Regions from separate parts of the Zea mays genome. Here region 1 is linked to region 2. The links are chromatin contacts, called in public Hi-C maps. All regions are on one chromosome and are shown on one strand. The core of a region is the stretch at or near the end of the contact, and the rest is flanking DNA. Distances in the headings are between cores, read along the strand shown.

What was found. Hi-C and Micro-C count contacts between places; a contact is called where the count stands out from the background.
Region 1: a contact with region 2 is called in a Hi-C map of tassel, with 2.2 times the contacts expected there. The contact joins the promoter of LOC103654608 here to the enhancer-like site in region 2. A contact is called at or near these places in 2 of 25 Hi-C or Micro-C datasets (ear and tassel).

The regions. Positions count from the first base shown.
Region 1 is chr4:218,510,427-218,516,912 of Zm-B73-REFERENCE-NAM-5.0, reverse strand. It overlaps LOC103654608 (Lipase-like PAD4), which reads right to left and starts at 2,389. Exons shown (of 5, transcript XM_008681454.4): 1 at 2,122-2,389.
Region 2 is chr4:217,715,675-217,722,099 of Zm-B73-REFERENCE-NAM-5.0, reverse strand. It overlaps LOC100281785, which reads right to left. Exons shown (of 19, transcript NM_001154705.3): 10 at 6,388-6,425; 11 at 6,214-6,301; 12 at 6,059-6,125; 13 at 5,887-5,962; 14 at 5,686-5,803; 15 at 4,254-4,499; 16 at 4,000-4,139; 17 at 3,724-3,906; 18 at 3,496-3,615; 19 at 3,056-3,380. The coding sequence ends at 3,327. Among protein-coding and RNA genes, the nearest start is that of LOC100281785, 8.2 kb to the right of the region's middle. Within about 2 kb of position 2,424, at least 16 of the 20 cell types and tissues checked have an H3K27ac peak or open chromatin away from gene starts, as enhancers often do. A contact at or near this core is called in ear and tassel, where this site is marked.

The sequences.
Region 1 (6,486 bases), core at 1,140-3,639, 790 kb before region 2:
AGATGGTATCTAGATTAGATTAGTATGACTAGTTTAGACTAGATAAGATCTACTTAATTTGGATTAGGTCATTGTTGTTACTCTAGGATGAGACAAGAAAAGTGTTAGATCTTATTTAATTGTGTTGGTATGACTAAAATTAGATTAGATAAAATATAATTAATTTGATTAGATCATTGTTATCAATCAAGGATGGGATAAGCAAAGTGGTTAGGATAAGATGAGATAGAATCTTTTAAGATGAGATGGGTCTATTTAGATGGATTTGTTTTCTTTTAATCATATTTTTATGTATTTATATACTTAGGTGCCATTATGGACATTACTCCACGATCCATCACATGCGATCAAAGAACCAAATCAAACAAGTATCATAAGAACAAGCATTCAAGCATATAGATACCTACAAAATAATCTTATCATGCACAATAATGAAACCAACAGTATTAATGGTACATGATCATAATTCAGATATACCATTAATCCCAAAACCAGGTAGAGAAATAGCCAAACTACCCAATAATTCATTTGTTTGCATGGTGTGGGGTAACCAGAACTAGGGCAACCTATTAGGTCCCATCAAAATAACCTGAGCGTGTCACAGTGATTAACAGGAACATTATTAGGTAAAGAAGAGTGATCAAGCGCACAACTTGCCTTATACTTGCAATATTTAGGTGTTTCACCATGTTGGTCTTCGGGTTTCTCGTCACTCGCTGCTACTCGTAGCAATACATACAAGTAGACAAGGAGTACATAAAAATAACATTACACCAAACATGAGAACAAACTGCGTAGGAATATTCTACGCGTCGCTATGAGATCGTAGGTTCGAGAACTACTAAAATCAAAGTTATTGTTAAAAAAATATGGTTTTCTAAAGTTTTAGGTGATAAAATAGTAAAAATATATGTTAATTAATATAACTCATGTGATAAAAATATTACGAAGAGATAACTAGTTCAGTTATAATCTAAGTGATAACTTGATTAGCAATCATAATTTAGGCATCTTATAATAGATTAACTTTGATTAGACATGTTAATCTACTAGCATAGGTTAAACAAATATCTAGTTTTGAGAACATGTTACCTAACAAAAAAATGTTACGAAAATGTAGACATTATTATTACGAAGCTAATGTAACTGGAATCGACTGAATCAGATCTAAAACGAAGAAGTTATGAACCAAATAAGTTTTGGGGTGATTTATTATTAATTTTTATGCTAAAAATAACCTCAAGGGATGGTTATATAAAAACCAGGGACCCTATTGTAAGAGTTTCTCATAGGAGGGGGACGATGGGTTTAATTTCTAAATTCTTTAGGGTCTCTTTTGAATACTTGATCAGTTGAAAGGGTATTGGGCCATCCTATCCACCTAATCTCCCACTGGACGGCCCAAATGAGATCAAATCTATGTGAAATCGGTACACAATTTTGGTGGTTGGGTCAATGGTCTAAAGAGGTGTTTGGTTTATAGGGACTAAACTTTAGTCCCTCCACTTTATTTTATTTTAGTTCATAAATTGTTAAATAGGGAAACTAAAATAGAGTTTTAGTTTCTATATTTAGTAATTTTAAGGACTAAAATGGAATAAAATAGAGGAACTAAAAATTAGTCCCTAGAAACCAAACACCCCCTAAAACCGCGATTTTATGAAGCCCAAAACCAATTTAATACCTTCGATCGCGATATAACGGTCTCAATCCAATGCCCGAGCCGTACCCAATCGATTTAGGGGGTGTTTGGTTTCTAGGGACTAATTTTTAGTCCCTACATTTTATTCCATTTTAGTTCCAAAATTGCTAAATATGGAAACTAAAACTCTATTTTAATTTCTATATTTGACAATTTATATACTAAAATAGAATAAAATGAAGGGACTAAACATTAGTCCCTTGAAACCAAACACCCCCTTAATATCGTCCAATCGTTTATGGACCAACGGCTCTAGCACTCCCACCCCATGACCACGCTCAGACATGGCGGTGGGCTGGCCTGACGGGGCGCCGCCATGGCCGGCAACAATCCTGAGCGGCTCCTAGTGCTCGAAATTCGAAACGAACTGGTGCTACACGAGAAGGAGGGCAACGCGAACTACAAAGATGGTTTCTCACCTCTGTTGTCAGCGCCGATGCTCCTGCCCACGGTTGCGAGCGACGCCACAGAGGCGGATTGCTCCGATGAGCAATTGTCGGTTCCCCGGTCATGGTTCTCACCTGGCGAAGCCACCAACATGTGCGGCGGAAACCTGGGGCGCCCAAGTACCACCCATCGAGCTTGGGGGATCACACACAGGGCGGATTGACGGTGGCAACGATGCTCTCTTCTTCTCCTCCCTTTGCTTTCATCGATCGCCCAATGCCGGCGCCAACACAGCTCCACGTGGCTCATGGCTGATTTGGTGCAGGGACCAAGGTACTTATACCCCGGTCCCGATCCGAGGTGGATGCGGTTGGACGCGGTGGTTGCAACGGCTCCTGGTTCCAACGGTGAGTTTGTTACAAAGGGGAGAGAGGGGCTTGACGAACGGGGCCCACTTGGAGATGACATCACACGATTAAGAGAGCGCAAGGTGGGTCCACATGCCGGTTACTACGGGCGAAGGAGCGAGGCTGAGCGGCTGGCCGAAGGGTCCCATGTGTCGACGCCAGCAACCAGTCTTGCTTTGGGATATAAGCGGAGTTGAGGTGAGAATGTGGGACTCGGCCAGGAAGCAGGTGATCTCTCTTTTCTTTTTATTTCCTATTTCATTTCAGTTTTCTATTTTAATTTCAATTCAAAACCAAGTTTTGAATTCCAAATTTGAAATCTAGATGCACAAACAAATAACTCAGCATGCTATGTCATATATATTTTGATATATCAACTGCTTTGTTCACTTTGGTAAATGTCGTTTTAATATGTAGATCATAAAAGAATTATTTTACTCAAACCAATAATTTGAAATTCTTCTTATTTAGCTTAGTAGAAGTTAATACATAATCTTCACCATGAACTATAGAATTATTTTAGTTAAAGATATTTTTAAACAGTGTTTGAACTATATAGTTTACCATAGGGATAATAAATAGATTTAAAATTTTTTCTTTTTGTTTATTGTCTCGGTTTCAACGTAATTTTTTGTTTCAAGAGTTTGATCTAAATTTTGAACTACCAAACTCTTACCATTATTATTTATTTACTTTAAAGAGAGATACATTATAAAGGAAGAGAATCATTATGAGAAGACATTTTATCTCATATCTTTTGGAGAATTTTCTAAATTACTAAACTATGATTTTGGGTGTTACAATATTTTAGTATTTAGATGTTTGAACAACTGTTAGTATTGGGAGTTTACTACTTTCTACAAAAAAAAACTTTGTAAATTGTATGATTACAAGGTGTATTCAGCTTCGAATATTAGATTGTAGAAGTTCAGTTATTTTCAAGCTACAAATGATTCTTTTATTAAAATGCTAATTCAGGAATAATTCAAATGTTTAAATAACTGAAAAAACGAAGATATTGTGCTATTTGCATATGAACCTGGCCTTTCTGCTGATTACTTTTCTATCCTCTGATACGGTGTACCTTCTTTGTGTGTGCGTCTATGCTAATCTTAGCGTGCGTGCTAATTGACTTCATAGTGGTGGCAAATATTAGTGGCATCATGTCTTAGACTGCACTGCAAATTGGCAAAGACGACCATTTGCAATTCCCTGTTAAGTATTTTTAACCTTTCAGATTATTTTTTTTACTTATGCTCCTGCTAGAAACAGGGAGGAGACAGATCTAGTCCCGATCACCTGATGTGAGGAGATCTAGTTCCGATCCGATCATCCGATCTGATGAGGGTCTCAGCTTTTGGGCGTCTTTCTGTAAAATTCTCAAGTTGTAAAGGCATACTTTATCCATGTGCTATGAATATATTAATATATCTCTTTATTTAATGTGTGGTCAAAATCTCTACTTCACTGCATACACTGCCCATACGTACTTGTCTTGCTATTCTTTAACTTGTCCTCTGCGCGGTAAGGACGCGTTCTACCTAAAATATATGCCAACCGGTTTCGGGTCACGCAGGCATGGCGCGGCGCGTGTGAACACATACTCGAAAAAGATTCTTTACATGTCCCTGCCTGCCAAAATTAAGGGCTAGTTTGGGAACCCAATTTTCCACGAGATTTTCATTTTTCTAAAAAAAATTAGTTTATTTTCCCTTATAAAAATAAGAATCCTTTGGAAAAACGTAGTTCTCAAACTAGCTCTAAATGTCGTTTTCTATATGTGGGATAATTTTAGGCTCTCGAAATGTACTACTTTGTATATATATATATATATACACACACGATCAAACACATACACGAGGAGCGACGTGAGTAAATTTGTTCAAAATAAAGAAGTATTCTTTACTGCAACATAAAAGTTGTAGGAGCTAGAAAGCCCCTATAAAAATAAATAATCTAATCACCTCTATTTAGTCATCCCTACAAATCAATACTAATTTATAACAGTGTCGGTGTCGGTGTTTAGACTCGTGGTACTAACCAACTAGTGAAATGATGTCGCGTGCCCCGACCTAGATAGCGATGCGAGTTGACACAAGCGATTTATCAGGGTTCGGGATACACAAAGCCCTACTTTCATCAGAGGGGTGTAACACCCAAAATTCTACTTTAGAATTTATAACATTAATAATTAAAAATATCCCAAAATGAATATATATTGTCTAAATAAAAGACTAAAATAAAAGATACTTAGAAATTAAATTGTACATGGATTGGATTATATATAGAAGAATTATGTGTTAAACTCTTCTTTTGGATAAAATAATTGGAGATATTCTCTAGATAGGTTGAGATAAAACTATCCTTTAGTATAAAATTATGTAATAATAGTTGTGTCCACAAAACATATGATTTAGATAGATAATAACAAGAAGATTTCTCATGTGTGTTAAAACAAGTGGGATATTCCTTTCATTAACTATGTGGTTCAAAATATTAATGAATAAATAAATACAGTAAAAATAAATGAGATATTTCTGCAAAAACAAGTTGAAACCCTGGTTTGATGCATTTTCGAAATTTGAGGTAAACTTGAATCAAATTAAAATTTGAAATAGAAAAGAAAAGAATGAAAAAAGAAAAAAAGAAAAAAAGAAAAAAAGAAAAGAAAAGAAAATTTGTCTTACCTTGCCTGGGGCAACAGCCCCTGCGCGACCCATTTCACCATGACAACCCCTCCCGCGCGACCCAACTCCTGCAGCCGGGTTGACCGCACCCGTGGGCCCACCCTGTCAGTGACCACTCAGTTGTCCGCGTGCGATCAATTTGATGCTGAAATGTGGGGCCGTGCTATCAGCCGTCTCCTTCCCAAAGCCGATCCGTAACAAACCACCGTGGGCCACTCGTGGCGTGCACGTAAATCGAGGACATAACCCTCTGCGTCACCTGGATGATAGCACGAATCCTGCGCTTCTAGTCTTTAAAACCCTGGCTCCAAGAATCCTACAGGTCATTGCCATCGGCGACATTAGAGAGAAAGCGAGAGGAGAGAGAGAGAGGACGTAGCCACCGCGTCGTTTCCTCGTAGCCGCCGTCGTGTGGGTCGCAAGGAGGTGCGTTGGTGTTCGCTGGTGCGCGTGGGTCGTCTGCGTGCAAGCCCCTTGGCACGTGGGTCATCGAAGTCTAGTGAATTCATCACTGGAGTACTCCGCGCGACTGCTCTGTGGTCGATCGTGGTCGACCTATTTGGGCACCCAATTAACCGGTGAGTCATCACCTATTGTGTTCCTTACCTACTCCGCAATGATTTTCGTAGGATTTCGATAGAGATTAGGCTTTGGGTCGTCGACGGACTGTGGGCGGCAATGGCGCCGCCGTGGGTGTAAAACCCTCCGTCGTCGCCGACGTCACATTGGGTAGGATCACCGAGGGCCGTTGATCTCACGTGCGACGGCTGCGATTAGAAGCTGAATACCGGTTCAGCCAAAGTTGTGGTGGCCATCCAATTTGGATCGAGCAGGTCTAATGTGGATTCTGCTATTTTAAATCTGGACCGCAGATCCGCCATCAGTCGGACCTGGGCTGATCTCGGGTGACCACTGATCTCAGACGTCGATCATTAATCGTGCGGGTCAGAGTGCGTACCGATTCGTTTAAGGGGTTGGCCTAATCTTGATCTCAGCATTCTGATCGGACGGATCAGGGCGCGCTGTACCCCCCTTCGTTGTGCACACTTTCTAGATGAGCCCCTTGGGGTTTTATCAAATCAATCTGCAATCCACCTATAGTCAAAAGTAATTGTGAGTGAGTCCTGTATTTTCTGAATTAAACCCCGAGCTTCTGGTAAATAGTACCCGCAGCCCAGGACTTAAATAAATCGAGTAATTAATATAGAAAAATGGTTTCTAGTATAGAAATAATTCCAGAATCTTATTAAATTCATAATTAATTCATTTTAACTTCTTTTTGATCCATTCTGGATTTCTAGTT
Region 2 (6,425 bases), core at 1,175-3,674:
CATGAACAGTGCTTGTCCGGTGACCGATCTCCTTTCTTTTCTAGCGAAGCCGACCGTTGGACCTTCGGTCCCCTTGGTGCACTGGACATTGTCCGGTGCGACCAAGTGACCGTTGGCTTGGCCACATGTCACCTGTTGATCATGTTGCCGACCGTTGGCCGTGGGCGTTGTTGGCTCACTGGACAGTCTGGTGCTCACCGGACAGTTCGGTGAATTTTAGCCGCTACGCTCTCGGTGAATTCCCGAGAGCGAAGAGTTTGGCGCCGGGGGGCAGCATGGGCACTAGGCACTGTCCGGTGCACACCGGACAGTCCGGTGCACCCCAGGCTGGTACATGTTTGGCTAAACTCATGCCAAATATCTCCAATCCAATTTCTTTTGATTGGGCAAGATTCCTAGCACTTAGAGAAATATGTTAGTATCCAAAAACAATTTACTAAGGCCGGAGACATACCTTGATTCTTTGATTTGCATCTTTCAACCACTTAGCACTTATGAACCAAAGTAATTTGTGTTGGTCATCTAATCACCAAAACATTTATAGAAATGGCCCAAGGGCACATTTCCCTTTCACCCCTATAAAGGGATAAAAACCCATACAGACCCGAAAAGAAATAGGATGACGTACCAATGGACTTGAAGTTCACCGAATAAGCACATATGCATTCCACGAGTTTTACTCATGCTATTTTCCACTAGATGTGGAATTATGATATCCTCCAAAGCCTCGATGGCTGAAACCTATAAGGTTTAGGTGTTATTGGCAAAATATCTCTATTGTGCCAAAATGACAGACTATAATGATGTATCTGATCGATGAAGAATCTCTGATGGATTACGATCTTTGATGGACTTTTGTTACGCCATCATAGAAGTTGCAATGAACGGATGCCTAGAGCGATGATTCATATCTGAAGTGTGTACTATTGCAACTACATTATCCCTAAGTCCTATACAAGGGCATGTTACTTGCTTTGCACAATTGTGTATAAATTGTGGTTTAAGATAGAAAAAGATAGCACCCCAACTTCATTTGTTCTCGTTATTCCAGATAAACAATGAGTCATATATCTTGAAGAATATGTTGAAGTTATGAGGGATAACGACTTTGACAGATGTCACCGTTAGGGGGAGTGAATGCTTATATTGATCACAGTCGTGGGACACTAAATGTCATATTCTATGCCCTGAAGGCGCCAGCTTGATGATCAATATGTGAACCTTTATGAAAGTTTCTATCAAATATGTAGATTCAGCCGATCGAACACCACCAGTCAAAGTGACTTATTTATGTTGATACGTGCACTTACCTCGTATATCCTAGAAGTGAGTAGAGGTGATGTTCTTGATATAATCCTTACAATAATATGCAATCTATTTGCTAAATCTCTATGTGCACAACTGCATATACTTCCTGAAGAAGGTATTTTGCCTTACTAAGACAGTTTTGTAAGGATCAGGGAGAGCACATTTCTAAAGTTATCCCTTGTAGAAGATTCAATAAAATCTAGATCCCAGAGGATCGAAATCTGTCCCGATGACAGATGTTGTACTCTTTTTCCCTTGGTGAGTTTTCCTAAAGTTTCTCACATGAGGTTCTTAATGAGGTAATAAAGTGCAAATGCAATATGCGTCACCATACACTCTTTCTCCATATTTTTCCCACTGGGTTTTTGGGAGTTTTAACGAGACATGTGTTCGTCACGGTATTTGCCAAGGGGGAGTGTTAAGAAACCCTAATTAGGGTTATGTGGGCAAATACTGATTTACCCTTGAGGGGTCTCACATCTCTATATAAGAAATCTGTATACCCCTCATAATAGATAGAGAAGAGAAATAGGCCAGAAGCCCAACCCTACATCTCGTGTCTCGTGCATTCCTCTGTCGTGCTTCTGGGAAGGGAGACGGGTCCTCTACAGTTTCTCGCGCCTCTACTGCTGACGGAGGAAAGGGAGCGGATCTGGTGATCCGTGGACCGTGGTAACGTATTTCTTAACCCCAAGAACACAGCGGCCAAAACTCAACGAAAAAGAAAAGGACAGGCAGCTAACCTGACCGATTCGGCCCACTGACGCGGCTGTTGGGCTTCACTTGACGTCCTGGCCTTCCATTCTCTTTGTCATCATCAGCTGCACCATTAGGCCTTGTCACATTTCTCTGGTTGTTAGAGTGAATCTGACAGCATGGGCAAGGTGGAACTGACCTGAGTATTAGGTCCTAGAGCTTTTTTCATTGACTTGCATGCAATGGCTTCACGGCCATAAAGTCACTTTTCTCACTGGACCTCTCAAACAACCTGCTTTCTGGGGAGATTCCTTCCAGCCTATCAGATCTTTCAGGATTGAGCTATTTGGACTCATCTAATAACGACTTAACATGCTGGACAGCGACTTGACAACCTCTACGCAGAGTACCCATCTGTGTACAGTGGCTGGCAACAGTGGTCTATGTGGGCCGGCCTATGTTCGAAAGATCTGTTCAGCAAACAATTAGGCTACGAACATGGTTTTTAGCCAATATCATTTTATTTTGGACTAAGATTTGGTGTTTATATGCTGGGCCTCTGGCTTGTCCTGTTGTCCAAGAAAGCATGCAGGGTTGCTTATTAAATTCCAGCTGCCTCAGTGACAAGATGTACGATCTACATCAGATGTACGTGCTTTTGTTGTTACATGGAAAAAGCTTGGCAAGGAAGGGATCTGCTGCCAAACTATGAGAGGCTGAAATAACAAGAATTACTGAGCCCACAGAATTGGTATTTGTCGTTGTATGTTCCATGAAAAGTAAAGTCGGTCATGTAATAACGCTGAATATATGCTACTAATAATAGTTCAAGTTCCCATATACAACACCAAAGTAGTTTTCTATATAACGAAGAAAAAAATTATGGCAAGTTCGGCCGTTCAGGTGTCGAGCGAGACTGTAAAGGGTGTTTGTTTTTAGGAATCACTCTATCCAATATGATCCTTAAATTTGGTGGGATGATCTCATTTCTCATATTAGTACTAACTAACTATCTATAAGAAATAGTGGTATCTATGAGAAAAAGGGTAGTGATGGATAAACTCATCTTCTATTCCACAAACCAAACAAAAACAAAAAAGTAAGGAGTGTGTGAAGGTAATGGACTAGCTTAATAAATTTATTAATGTAAGCTATCACGATTCACGAGCTTCTTAGCCAATTCATTTTCTGCTGACATTTTGGCATAGAACACACATGCCTTAAACTTACAAATTGTGATAATCAATATGTACACGCTTTCGAGGAATCACAATGCTCAGGATCATAGCCACTCGTGGCAAATTGGCAATGCCGTCATGGGCTCATGGCGCAGCTCTCCCCTCCTTGGCATCCTTGTACATTTGGTCGACCCGATCCTACGACAAATTTGAATAAAATGAAACTACAAAATTTTCCGTTTTACTTAAAGAAATCATCGCGACGACATTGTAAAAACTTTTGTGTGAATAATTCTGCATGGTTCCATCAGACCTTGTAATACTTGAGCAGCTGGGGTCTCTTGAGCTTAAAGGTTGGAGTGACGAGGTCCTTCTCGATGCTGAAAGGCACCGGCTCCAGGTAGACTGCTTTCAGCATCTCGAAGCCTCTCAACTATATTGTATCCACGAAAAAGGATTGAAATTTACTGTTATTCCGATGAATAACTGTGCAGGAACCATGGAAATAAATTTGATGCAGTCAATCGCTTGCTCGACTTACCCCAAGTTTCTTCCCAGTTTGGTTCAGCTGATCCCGAACGTAGGTCCTCGCCTTGGGATCAGCGCACAGCTCTGCAAAGTCGCCGGCCTTGCTGTTGGCTGCTGCCCATTCCTCGAGAGCCTGCCTCTCAGGGACAGCCACGGCAACGAGGAACGACTCGAAGCTGTTCCCGTAGACCCAGACCTGCAGATTCGTACGTAGGTAGGAGCGGCCATCCTCTAGGTAAGCCAAATCGGAGCATGAAAACAATTTTGGTTTAGGGTGTTGTCGGCGTACCGATGCCACAAGGGGTGACTGCAGGTATGCTCTTTCCAGGACCTCAACTGCCACATACTCCCCCTGGGACAGCTTGAAGATGTTCTTCTTTCTGTCGATGATCTTCATCGTGCCATTGGATTGCCACTCCCCGATATCACCTGCACACATAGGGTGATGACAAGTTCCACGAATCGACCAGCTGCTTCACTGACTGATCCTTCAGTTAGGTGCAAATTAAAAGAAGTGAGAAATGATTTTTTTTATTCTTTCACCTGTATGGAACCAGCCATCTGAGAACACTTCTTCAGTGAGGCTAGGGCGCTTGTAGTACCCGGAGAACATGGTGTGGCCCCTCAAGCAGATCTCGCCCCGGGGCGTGTCTGACAGTGCGTCGTAGCCCATTTCAGGGACCGACTCCAGCCGTGCTTCTATTGTTGTGACAGGAGGGCCGACTGTTCCAATCATTGAGAAAATGTTGGCGATTGACGTGAAGCATCCTGCACAACTCTCAGTGAGCCCTGCGTATCAATATGACAAGTCAGACCTCAAGGTCGTTCCCAGGAAAGGAGCAGACTGGAGGTAGAATAGTAGAATTTTGTTAGGCCTTGATCGGTTGCATAGTGTTGAGCTCTAAAATGGGCAGGTGGACGGTCCGCGGTGACGGGGTAGACGATCCGCGCTCCGCGCATGTGTAGAATTAGTTAGGATACCTCCCTTTATATAAACGAAGGGTTACGGCCGATTAAACCCTCATAATCGATCCAATCAAATCTACTTATCAATTTTACCTTATTTGCATCGTTCTTCCAATTCTTAGGAGTAGGAGTAATCTAGTAGCCTCATGTTTAGATCTAGTTTAGTCTTACACAGTAATCTCTCTTCGACTCTACGCCGATCAGAGGCGCACCGAGCTGCCTGCCAACCCGGAGCAATGCTTTGGAACTCTCCACCTCGATGGGATCTCTCCCAGGCTGAGTTCTAGGGTTCTTCACAGAGAAAAAAACCTCTGCGCCACCGTGGACCATCCGGCCCTGTGTCGCGGACCATCCGTGCGTCCGTAGAGAGCACCGCCAGGTGGTTTGTTCAAGTGTTTGGCGTCAGATCGGCGCCAACACATATCGCGTGATTGGACATCTAGCTCGTGGGCGCAAGGCTTGCGGCAGCCTGGATGCGCTGGGATCCTCCGTCCTCCATATCTCCACGCGTACAAACTGACACACTAAAAAGCCGCTGAGTTGCATCAATACGTGCAAGCTCGTCTCCATGCATACAGCCCACCAAACACTGGCTAAGTGTGATCAACAGAACGCGGAGGGCCTGAACGCACGCGACGGGGCATCCAATCACGCGGATAGAGATCGAATGGGTTGACGGGGATTAAATCCCTTTTTATTTTGACTAGCAAAAGATTTAATTCACTCCTATCTTCTTTAATATACTCCTAACCGAATAAGGCCCTTAGGCCTGTTTGGTTTTCATGGATTGGGTGGCCCGAACAAATCCTAGCCAGATTGGTTCACTAATTTATATAAACTTTGATCCGCTGAAACGATTTCCAGTCTAATCCTAGACAACCGAATAGGACCTTATGTGGTTTAACAAATCCGGTACTAATTTCAACAGACGAACTGTTGGTTGTACATTTTGTCCATAAGACCATAACGACTGCAGTGGGTCATGGTGAAATGCGTCTGAAGTTCTTACCATATCCTTGTACTACAACGCTGCAGGTGGTTACCCGCATGAATTCTTCGATTTGCCCTGGCAAAGGTGCTGCTCCAGCTATCATGAGACGTATACGCCCTCCAAGCCCTTCCTTTATCTGTACCAGCAATAATTCAGAGCTTTGTAGTTTGCAAATAAAATAAAATAAAAAAACATAAAGAGTTCCAACACTGTACACACTTTGCTGAAAACTATCTTGTCGAAAAACGGTGATGCTTCATGCTGTTTCAGCCCTTTCCTCATATTGGCAAGTTTGCTGTTGGCAAATGGGCATTCATTTCATTATATTTGCAAATGTAAGCATGCATGAGATTAAGCTTCTTTGCTTATTCGGCCCTGAAGCACTACTTACTAGTTGTAGGCATACTGAAAAAGGTGTCTGGCTATCATCCCTCCAGACTGAATTTTCATGTTTATACCTTCAATTAACGAAATCCACACATTATGACTAAGCAAGGCATCAAAATAGTACTGAGAATAACAAATTTATTCTGGGTTGCATTAAACCTGTATATATACGATCATAAACACGAGGAACACCACAGAATATTGTCGGTTTCATCACTTGCACATCCTCCATCAGGTACCTAATGTCCTGTAAAGACAAGTTTTACACCTCAGTACCACAGTATTTAGAAGAAAATCAAAGAATTCTGTGAAATTGCAACAATTAGTTCGTACCCCTTGCCAGAATCCGATGGAGGCTCCTTTAGAAATAC